Regions from separate parts of the Mus musculus genome. Here region 2 is linked to region 1. The links are chromatin contacts, called in public HiChIP or PLAC-seq maps. All regions are on one chromosome and are shown on one strand. Each heading gives the region's core, a stretch centred on a gene start, on an enhancer-like site or on the middle of the called end of the contact. The rest is flanking DNA. Distances are from core to core; before and after follow the strand shown.

Region 1 (4,409 bases), core at 1,434-3,933:
CTAGTGACATAGACACATGTCACAAGAGCTCTAGGGGAAATGAAACTCACCCAAGCTACTGTGTTGTCAAAGGGGCTGCCTGGCTGGTCATTTTCCCATCATGCCTCACTAGGGGAGTGTTTATTTCCTTGGAGAACTTGGTATCGATTGGCAGCCTTTCAGGCTTAGAAAATACAGGTTCAGTTAAAACACCAAGAGGTGCATGCAGTTTTACTTATTCCCTTTGTAAACATTTATTGAGCACCTCTGAAGTGCTGGAACTTTGTTTGGATCAGTGGAAATCTAACTCACGTTTGTCTGTACCAGAAAAGGGGGCTTAGCAGTCAGCTTAGGAAGTTCATCATACTGAGGAATGCATATTAGGGGCGAGAGAGAGAGAGAGAGAGAGAGAGAGAGAGAGACCTCCATATGTTCACAGTGGCAGGCATACATACACATACAACAGATATACAAAAATGTAATAAAATCTTTAGGGATGCTCAAAAGTGTACTGTGTATGTGTACCTAGTTCCTGAAGAGGCCAGGAGAGGATGCCAGATTCCCCGGAATTGGAGTATGGTCATTTGTGAGCCACCACGTGGGTTCTCTGCAAGAGCAGCAAGTGGAAAAAAACCTTTCAAGCATATGTGTGATGCCTGGGTGTATGTATGGTACGTACAACACGTATGCAGGAGCATGCAGAGATCAGAAGTAGTTTTGGACTCCTTGGAAATGGAGTCTTTTTTTTTTTTCCAGACAGGGTTTCTCTTTATAGCTCTGGCTGTCCTGGAACTCACTCTGTAGACCAGGCTGGCTTCGAACTCAGAAATCCGCCTGCCTCTGCCTCCCGAGTGCTGGATTAAAGGCGTGGCCACCACGCCCGGCTCAGTAGACACTCTTAAGCACTGAGCCATCTGTCCAGGGCTATAAGGGATCTTAATAGCTGGCTCATTTACTCCAGCTCCCAAAATGTTAATTCGACTTTTTTTTTTAAATGAGTTTAATGCAACAGATTACCTGGTACATTCATACCCTAGAATGAGTCTCCTAGTTCCACTCCTATTAACTTTCACAAAAATGTTGTCGTTAGTTTTTTTATAGGATAGTAAATTCAAGTACCCCAAATTGTGTAAATGGTGTCTTTAACTGTATATTTTGACAGATGTTTTATTTCTTAACATTTTTAATTCCTTCCATTGAAAACAGAGGACTGAAACGCCATCAATTCTTCCCTTCTTTCTCATACTATTTTGGTGATGAAAATGAGCACTTTCCAGGCTTTCACACACACACACACACACACACACACACACACACACAGAGGGAGAGAGAGAGAGAGAGAGAGACTGGTCTACAGAGTGAGTTCCAGAACAGCCAGGGTATATATAGAAACTCTGCCTCGAAAAACCAAAAACAAACAAACAAACAAACAAACAAGTGTAGATATGCAGAGAAGTCAGCACCATGACCAACACCTGTAACTTAACTTATTACTTGCGTAGTTGTGGCAAGAGGATTGCCACAAGCACAGGAGTTTGAGGCTAACATGGACTGCAAAGTTCGAGGCCAACTTGAACTGCTAAGTAAGTTAGTCTCAAAAAAAAAAAAATGGGGGAGGAGAGAAATTTGAGAGGAAGGGCCCTAACAAGGCTACAAAACTCTTGGTATATTTCAGAAATATCGCTATGAATAAATAGATGTACACACAATTGTGCTGTTCAGAGGATTAATCACATGATCAATAGCACTAATTCATCTCTAGTGATAGCCTAGGCATCTTGGTCAAGTTCGTTTTCTCCACCAGCTATAGAATTAACAGGCAGGAAAACCTGCAGCAGACACCTCAAGCACCACGGACTGAATCAGCAGTTGAAGACAAGCGTTTATTGGGGGCGAGGAAACACACATGTGTATCCAACACACAAGGAAACGGCCTCTGCAGAGGGGCACTCCGGACTGGGGCCTATCTAACAGTCTAGAATTTAATCTCACTTTGATAGTGAGCCCTGTGATGGTGGTACACAAGAAATTCTTGAATGTACATTTGTATTGAGAACCCGTCGAAGTGTTTTGCTGTGAAGGCGTGCAGAATTTCATGTAAAGAAGCAGTTAACGCTCTACACTATTCTGACAAATATTAAGCTCGGATCAATCGCTTCACAGCCTTCATTCCAACTGCAGATTTCTTTTTTGGGGGTGGGGTGGGGTGTTTTTGTTTGTTTTGTTTTGTTTTGTTTTGTTTTGTTTTGTTTTTTGAGACAGGGTTTCTCTGTGCAGTCCTGGCTGTCCTGGAACTCATTCTGTAGACCAGGCTGGCCTCGAACTCAGAAAACCACCTCTGCCTTTCAAGTGCTGAAATTACAGGCGTGCACCACCACTGCCCGGCCTCAACTGCAGATTTCTTATTGCCTTAGTGACGAGGGGTGGGGCTGTCTTAAAAATCTCCTATCCACTTCCAGCCTTTGTAAAGAGTCCGTGTTGGGATACCTCCGAAACCTCGGAAACCTAACCAGTTAGGAAGCATATGTGTACCGCGGGTGGTTGAGTTGTCTCCCTTCACACCGGAAGCGGGAGCAGGATCCCTCTCTCCCGCCTCTGTCTCACGGTGCGGTGTCTAACAGAGACGCACCCTAGGAGAGCGTCACGTCTCCATAGCAACCGGTGATCCAAGCGCTGAGGCCGGACCGGCGGGGCGGGGCCAGGCGGCGGGGGCGGAGCTGAGGCTGTCCCGGGCAGGGCGCCGGCGGCCCCGAATCACCTGTCCACTCCGCGAACTGAGTTTGGGCGGCTGGCGGAGAGTTTGAGAGCCGGGTAGCCGGAGCTTCTAACCGGAATGGAGGAAGGAGACTTCTCAGGTTCATCCGTGCGATCCGAGGTGACGGATGGGCGGAACACCACGACCACGACAGAAACACGCACAACCTCTGAACTCCAACCGAAGCCCCTTGTGCTCAGGCTCCTGGAGGTGCAGAATGGTGACGAGGCCGAAGCGGTTGGGGAGGAAGGACAAGAAGAGGACTACGAAGGGTCCAAGACTCACAAATCCCATGAGGTCTCCGCATCCTTCAGATCCCACAACTCCAGCGATCCTCCCCAGTCCCGCAAGGCCAGTGATTCCCTCCGGTCTCGCAAGGGCATTGAGCCCCTGGAGCCCCGCAAGACCAGTGATTCCTTCCGGTCCCTAATGGGCAGTGATCCCCTTCAGTCATCCGAGCGCCAGGAGGATGGAAAAGATGATTTGTTTCCCAACGCAGTGATTATGACCTCCCCATCTTTGATAGCCAGATACCTACCACGGCTCCAGCTGGCTTCTCTGAGAGGTAGGTTTAGCCCTGACCCCGTTGAATCCAGCCATTTAGAACTCGGGAGTCCGAGCTAAATGGTCGCTGTTTTAAGGAACTTGACTCTACCTGCTGGTTTACAGCCACTTCTCTTTATACTTCAAGGAATCCAAAGGGAAATTGACACCCTAATGACAGAAGCCACCTCACACTTCCACGATTGAACCTAGTGATTGAACCTAGTGCCTCCCATGTACTCGAGGCACTCTGGGCTCGAAGCCTCTCATAATCCTTCGGCTAAGTACACCATTGCATCCAGCTATTACACTTGGGGTTTTGCTTTGGTTTTAAGATTTATTTACTATTATATTATATGTAATTACACTGTAGCTGTCTTTAGACACACCAGAAGAGGGCATCAGATCTCATTACAGATGGTTGTGAGCCACCATGTGGTTGCTGAGAATTGAACTCAGGACCTCTGGAAGAGCAGTCAGTGCTCTTAACTGAGTCATCTCTCCAGGCCCACAGCTAAGTGCACTCTTTAGACTCCACCAACCTTCACACCTTTGTCTTTCACCCAATGGAAGACTGCACCTTATATTTTACCAAGAAATGGATATAACCGATCACAAACTCACTTACTTGCTTACCAGCAGTTTATTGGTCTCCGGACATGAGTACTCAGAGTCTGTCTTTTCTCATCTTTCAGGGGAGACTTGTGCTTGTTTTTTATGAAGCACATTTTCCTCCTAGGCCTCAGATTCCACTGTTTCCTGAAGAACTTTGATCTTACATCGTCAGGTTCTCCTCTAACGAATCAGTCCTATGAGCAAACACACTCTTATCTTGAAACAACTTTTGACCCTATGCCTTCTTTATCCCCCTCCCCCCCAAGGATTCACTTCCTCCTCTTATTCTCCTCTTGTTGTGGCCTGGTCTCTAAATCCATGGCCTTGAAACTTCACGTGGCCCCCTTAGCCATCTCAAGCTGCATTTCTTAATGCCTCACTTGCCAGTGTACACTTCCATCTCTCCCTCTCTTTCTTTAACACCCCATCAACAAGCATACAAAACTGAGGCTGGAGAGTGGGGAAGAGAGCTTGTTGTGTAAGCGTGGGGACCTGAGTTCTGATCTTGGCACCCATG
Region 2 (4,328 bases), core at 1,290-3,789, 110 kb after region 1:
GAAGGAAGAAATGATATAATCTTAAAAGTAGAAATCATTTCAAAAAAATCTTTTTGAAGAATTTAGATCAATCTTCATAATTAACTTAAGGAAATTCACCTTATTCCTCATTTTATCTAGGACAGTAGGAGTCTCAGAGTCAAATTTGGAAGCTCACTTTAGCTGTGCATTCAGATTATGTTTTCAAATGCAAAACTGTCTTAGCTGGTTCCAGATTTCTTAACAGAGTTCTGTAAGCCAACAACAAACATATCTCTCAGTAAGGAGACCGGAAAATCTAAGATCAAGGTTCTGCTGGTATCAAGGAAGGGTTCATGAACAGTTCTTCCATTATGCTCCCTATGGCTAAGGAGGGTTGAGAGATCTCCAGGGTCTTTAAGAATGTTCCACCGTTGCGACTTCATTATCTTCTGAAGGACCCATCTCCAGTCACCATCACATTACAGGTTAGAATGTCAGCATAGGAATTTTGGGTAGACACACATATACAACTTTTGTGACTTACCCATATTGCCAAGTCCTGCATGGCTGTGGAAGGGACATCATGAGACAGTTCTTGTTCCTGGAGCACAATGTTGACGGTTGCTAGGAGTAAAGCTTGTTTGTATAATAATGTACATATTTTCATGCTCTTCCTTCAGGGAATGCTCTCCCCATTAAGGTTAATAACTCCATGATAATAAGAAACAGCATGAGTCCAGAAGGATAGAATGTGTTTCTCAGCAAAATGGTAAAAGCTGTGACCTTCAAGACAGCCCTTAAAGCTGTGGGAAAGAACTCTGAAAATATGAGTTCAAGAATATATAGTTTCTCAACTGTGCAAAATTTAAGGATGCACTATGAATTGTATGCGGGGCTTTATAGACCTAAAAGAACAGAGACAGCTGCACTAATGAGTCAGAAAGATATTAAGGGAAGAGTTAAAGAGATATAGGGAGTGATGATCTCAGGGCAACATCCCACCCAGCTAAGTTTATTGTTTGTGCTTACAAAGACTCTGCCTAGATTCCTGAGTTCAAGGTCAGCCTGGGACAGAGCAAGTTCAGATCCAGGCATAATGGGAATGGTAATCTCAGGATCTCAGGATGGGATTCCGCCCCACCCCCCACCCCCCGCAGCTAAACTTATGTTTGTGCTTACAGAGGCAGGCAGGTCTCTGAGTTCATTTGCCACGTTTTAAAAATGTACTTGCTGATTTCTAAGAATCAAGGAGCTAAGGTCATAAAATGCTGATTGGTGGGGTAATCAATAGGGAACTTGGGGTAATGACTGAGTTGATATATAAATAAAAGACTGGGATTTGATCTCTAAGAGCTGAACATACAGCTCTTTGAAGAGCCAACTCGAGCAGAAGACAGAGCTGTCAGCTTGCACCCACCACTAATCTCAAGTCATTTCTTCTGCCACTCTCAAATACTCCTTCCTCATGACCCCCTCTCCAAGATGAGGCTGGTCCTTGGCACCATAGTGTGTATGTGTGTGTGTAAATGTGTGTGTGTGTGTGTCTGTGTGAGTGTGTGTAAATGTGTGTCTGTGTGTGTGTGTGTCTGTGTGTGTATGTCTGTGTGTGAGTGATGTGTGTGTAAATGTGTGTGTGTCTGTGTCTCTGTGTGTATGCCTATGTGTGTGCGTGTGTGTAAATGTGTGTATGTCTGTGAATGTGGGTATGTATGAGTGAGTGAGTGTTTGTGTGTGTGTGTGTGTGTGTGTGTGTGTGTGTGTGTGTGTGTTTTACTGGGGAATAAACCCAAGACTTTATTTCATCCAGGCAACTACTCCACCAAGTGAGCTATATCCCCAGCCGTGCTTTCCCATATTTTAATTATTTTCTTTATTTTTAAAGGACTTCTTGTTATCACAAACTGCCTCAATTTAAAAAAAAAACAATTTAAGCAGTTTTTATAATAAGATATACCTACAAACCAGTACTGTGGGCAACCTGAAGAAGGTCCTTAAAATTCCAAAGTTTGTTTTACCCAGAGGCTGTCCAGAGAACCCTGATAAGTAACTAATTCTGGTATTTAGAGAGAACACATGCTCAAAGTTAAGATAATGAAACAATGCTCTGCTGATTGTTGAAAGCCACTCCTCCTGACCTCTAGAACTAACTCTGTACAGCCACTTAACAGCTCCTGGCTTCTGGGTCTACCTCTGGAGGACATGGAGGGGCTCCCCGGATACAGAGACCTTACAGAAGATTGGGGTGAATGGAGGCCCCCTTGAGCTCCCCTGTTCTAAACAATCGCCTCCTAGTGTCCAGGCTTACCCATATTGTGGCAGCCATCCCTGGGGACTCTCAGCTCCTGTGACATCTCTCACGTCCCTGTCACTCCACCGACACCTTGTGCTAATGCTTGACTTCAGATTCTCATTACCTCATGCCCAGATCAGGCCAATAGCCTCTAGTCTCCCAACATCCTGTGCCCGCCACACCTCTCTCAACCACTACTGTATTTGTAAGGAGATACTGCCTGCATCTCGCGAGTTCACTGCTCAAAGCCTTCGAGGGACTGCCCGCCGTCAGGTGAATACTCTGCGGCTTCAGACACCCACACCCATGTTCCTTCTTCGTCTGATACAGCGTCTAGCCCTTCTCTCGGAATTCCCCTGTGGACTTCCCATGCTGCTTGTTATTTCTCAACTATGCTGCTGCTTTCCCTCACCTACTCAACGCCCCATGCCAGGCACACTGCCTGTCCTCCAGTTTCTCGTTCTTGCCTGTCTGTCATCACCCTGTTTGGCCCCATCTCCACTGACCCCTTCCCTGACAACTGCCCTTATCTGAATGAAACCACTCACGTGTCACCTTCTCCACTGCCTCCTATTGTCAGTGAGCCTCTTATTCAAGCATGTGCTTGGCTTCCCTGATACACCATGAACGCCCTGTAGCCAGAGGACTAAAAACAGATGGATCAAGGCCTGGGGAGGCAAGGGGAGGTGTGGGGACAGCTTGACATTGGGGTTCAGAGATCAGGCAGGCTATATTTTAACTGCCAACTCTGTGACCTGGTGAGATTCCTGATCTTGAGACAGGCTAACTCCATGACAGGCTTCCAAAGAGCAGTTCAGGAGACTAGGCCTAAATCTCTGTTTCCAAGAACTGAGCAAATCTAGGCAAGTCCAGGCCTCAGAAGCTGCCCCACCACCTGGCCTCAGGCAAGGACAATGGGTCAGCAGCAGTTTCCACACTTCCTCAGCAACAGTTTCCAGACTTCTAGCCTCCCACACCCCAGCGATGGTCCCAGAATGTCCCTAGAGATAGATCGAACAGATTAAGATAGAGGTCACCTACTGCTCCCCAGAATTCCCCTAATGTGCTTTAAATCAGGTCTTTGAGCTTACTTCTGGATCTCCATCTTTATAAAAGGTAGACCCCAGCATGCTGGACTTCTGCAAAATAAAAGACTCTTTGTGTTTACATACTATTTGAGTCTGGGGTATCATTCTTCCACAAATCATGGACTCTTACAATCTTTCCATGACCTTCTCAGAAAATGGGGATAATGGCCAAGCCCACCTCATAGGGCAATTATGAGGATAATGAATTAGTATGCAGACGGCCCTGAGACTGGCATGCACACAAAGTTCACTTAATTTATTATTTCTTTCATTATCAAGCAAGGTGAGAGGGCTTGTCATGGGCTAGGTACTACATAAGTGACCTTGTTTAATTCCTAGAACGATCCAGTGACAAAATGGGACTCTGCTCACGGTAGAGAGGAGAAACCTGAGGTTCTGCGAAGTTGAGCCACACGGCTGGTAATTAGTTCATCCTCTCAGCCACTGTGAGTTCAAGGACCGTTGCCTCCTCCTGGCCCTACAATAGGTCAATCCTGATGTAGAGCAAAGGGCTTCTTCTGCTCCTTTATATCCTTCAGTATCGCTTAAGCTGCTCAAAGCACGTTTGTTGTGGAATGACCGGCAGACTTCTTACACCGGATCAGCCCTTTGTGCTCCTCTGTGCGGAGGTCACTGATTGCCCATCATTGATTTCCTTCTGTACCTTTTCAGACCTCCAGTGTTTAGCTAGGCAACCAGCCACTGGCAGCAAAGGTCATAGCTGGCTATGGTGGCACAAGCCTGGAATCCCAGGGCTCAGGAGGTGGTGGAGGCAGGAAGATTATGAGTTCAAGGCCGTCTGGAGTACAGAGCGATGCTGTGACAAACAAAATCAAGAACGGAGGTCAGAGGTCAGCCAACTGTTCCAGGACCTATTTTAGGTTCAGCATATGGCCTGGTTTTATTTACTCAGCTCCGCCATGACAGTACATAAGGAGTCGAGGACAGTATATGTGAATGAGGGTGACTGTGTTCCCAGGACATATCTA

The links. HiChIP or PLAC-seq counts read pairs in DNA pulled down with a chosen protein or histone mark.
Region 2: an H3K27ac HiChIP or PLAC-seq map of trophoblast stem cells shows a contact between it and region 1, with 2.6 times the contacts expected there. The contact joins the enhancer-like site here to the promoter of Thegl in region 1. A contact is called at or near these places in 4 of 39 promoter capture datasets (cranial neural crest, embryonic stem cells, macrophages and 1 more), 4 of 115 datasets of contacts at active chromatin or transcription factors (bone marrow-derived macrophages, embryonic stem cells and trophoblast stem cells) and 5 of 9 other capture datasets (adipose tissue, embryonic trunk, liver and 2 more).

Annotation. Positions count from the first base shown.
Region 1 is chr5:77,013,340-77,017,748 of GRCm38.p6, forward strand. Thegl (theg spermatid protein like) reads left to right here and starts at 2,684. Exons shown (of 9, transcript NM_027970.1): 1 at 2,684-3,299. The coding sequence starts at 2,813. It overlaps 1700112J05Rik (RIKEN cDNA 1700112J05 gene), which reads right to left. Exons shown (of 4, transcript NR_077218.1): 2 at 3,906-4,086.
Region 2 is chr5:77,128,037-77,132,364 of GRCm38.p6, forward strand. No RefSeq gene overlaps it. Among named protein-coding and RNA genes, the nearest start is that of Gm15831, 7.7 kb to the left of the region's middle. RefSeq lists an enhancer at 1,844-2,957. Within about 2 kb of position 2,540, at least 44 of the 459 cell types and tissues checked have an H3K27ac peak or open chromatin away from gene starts, as enhancers often do. A contact at or near this core is called in trophoblast stem cells, where this site is marked.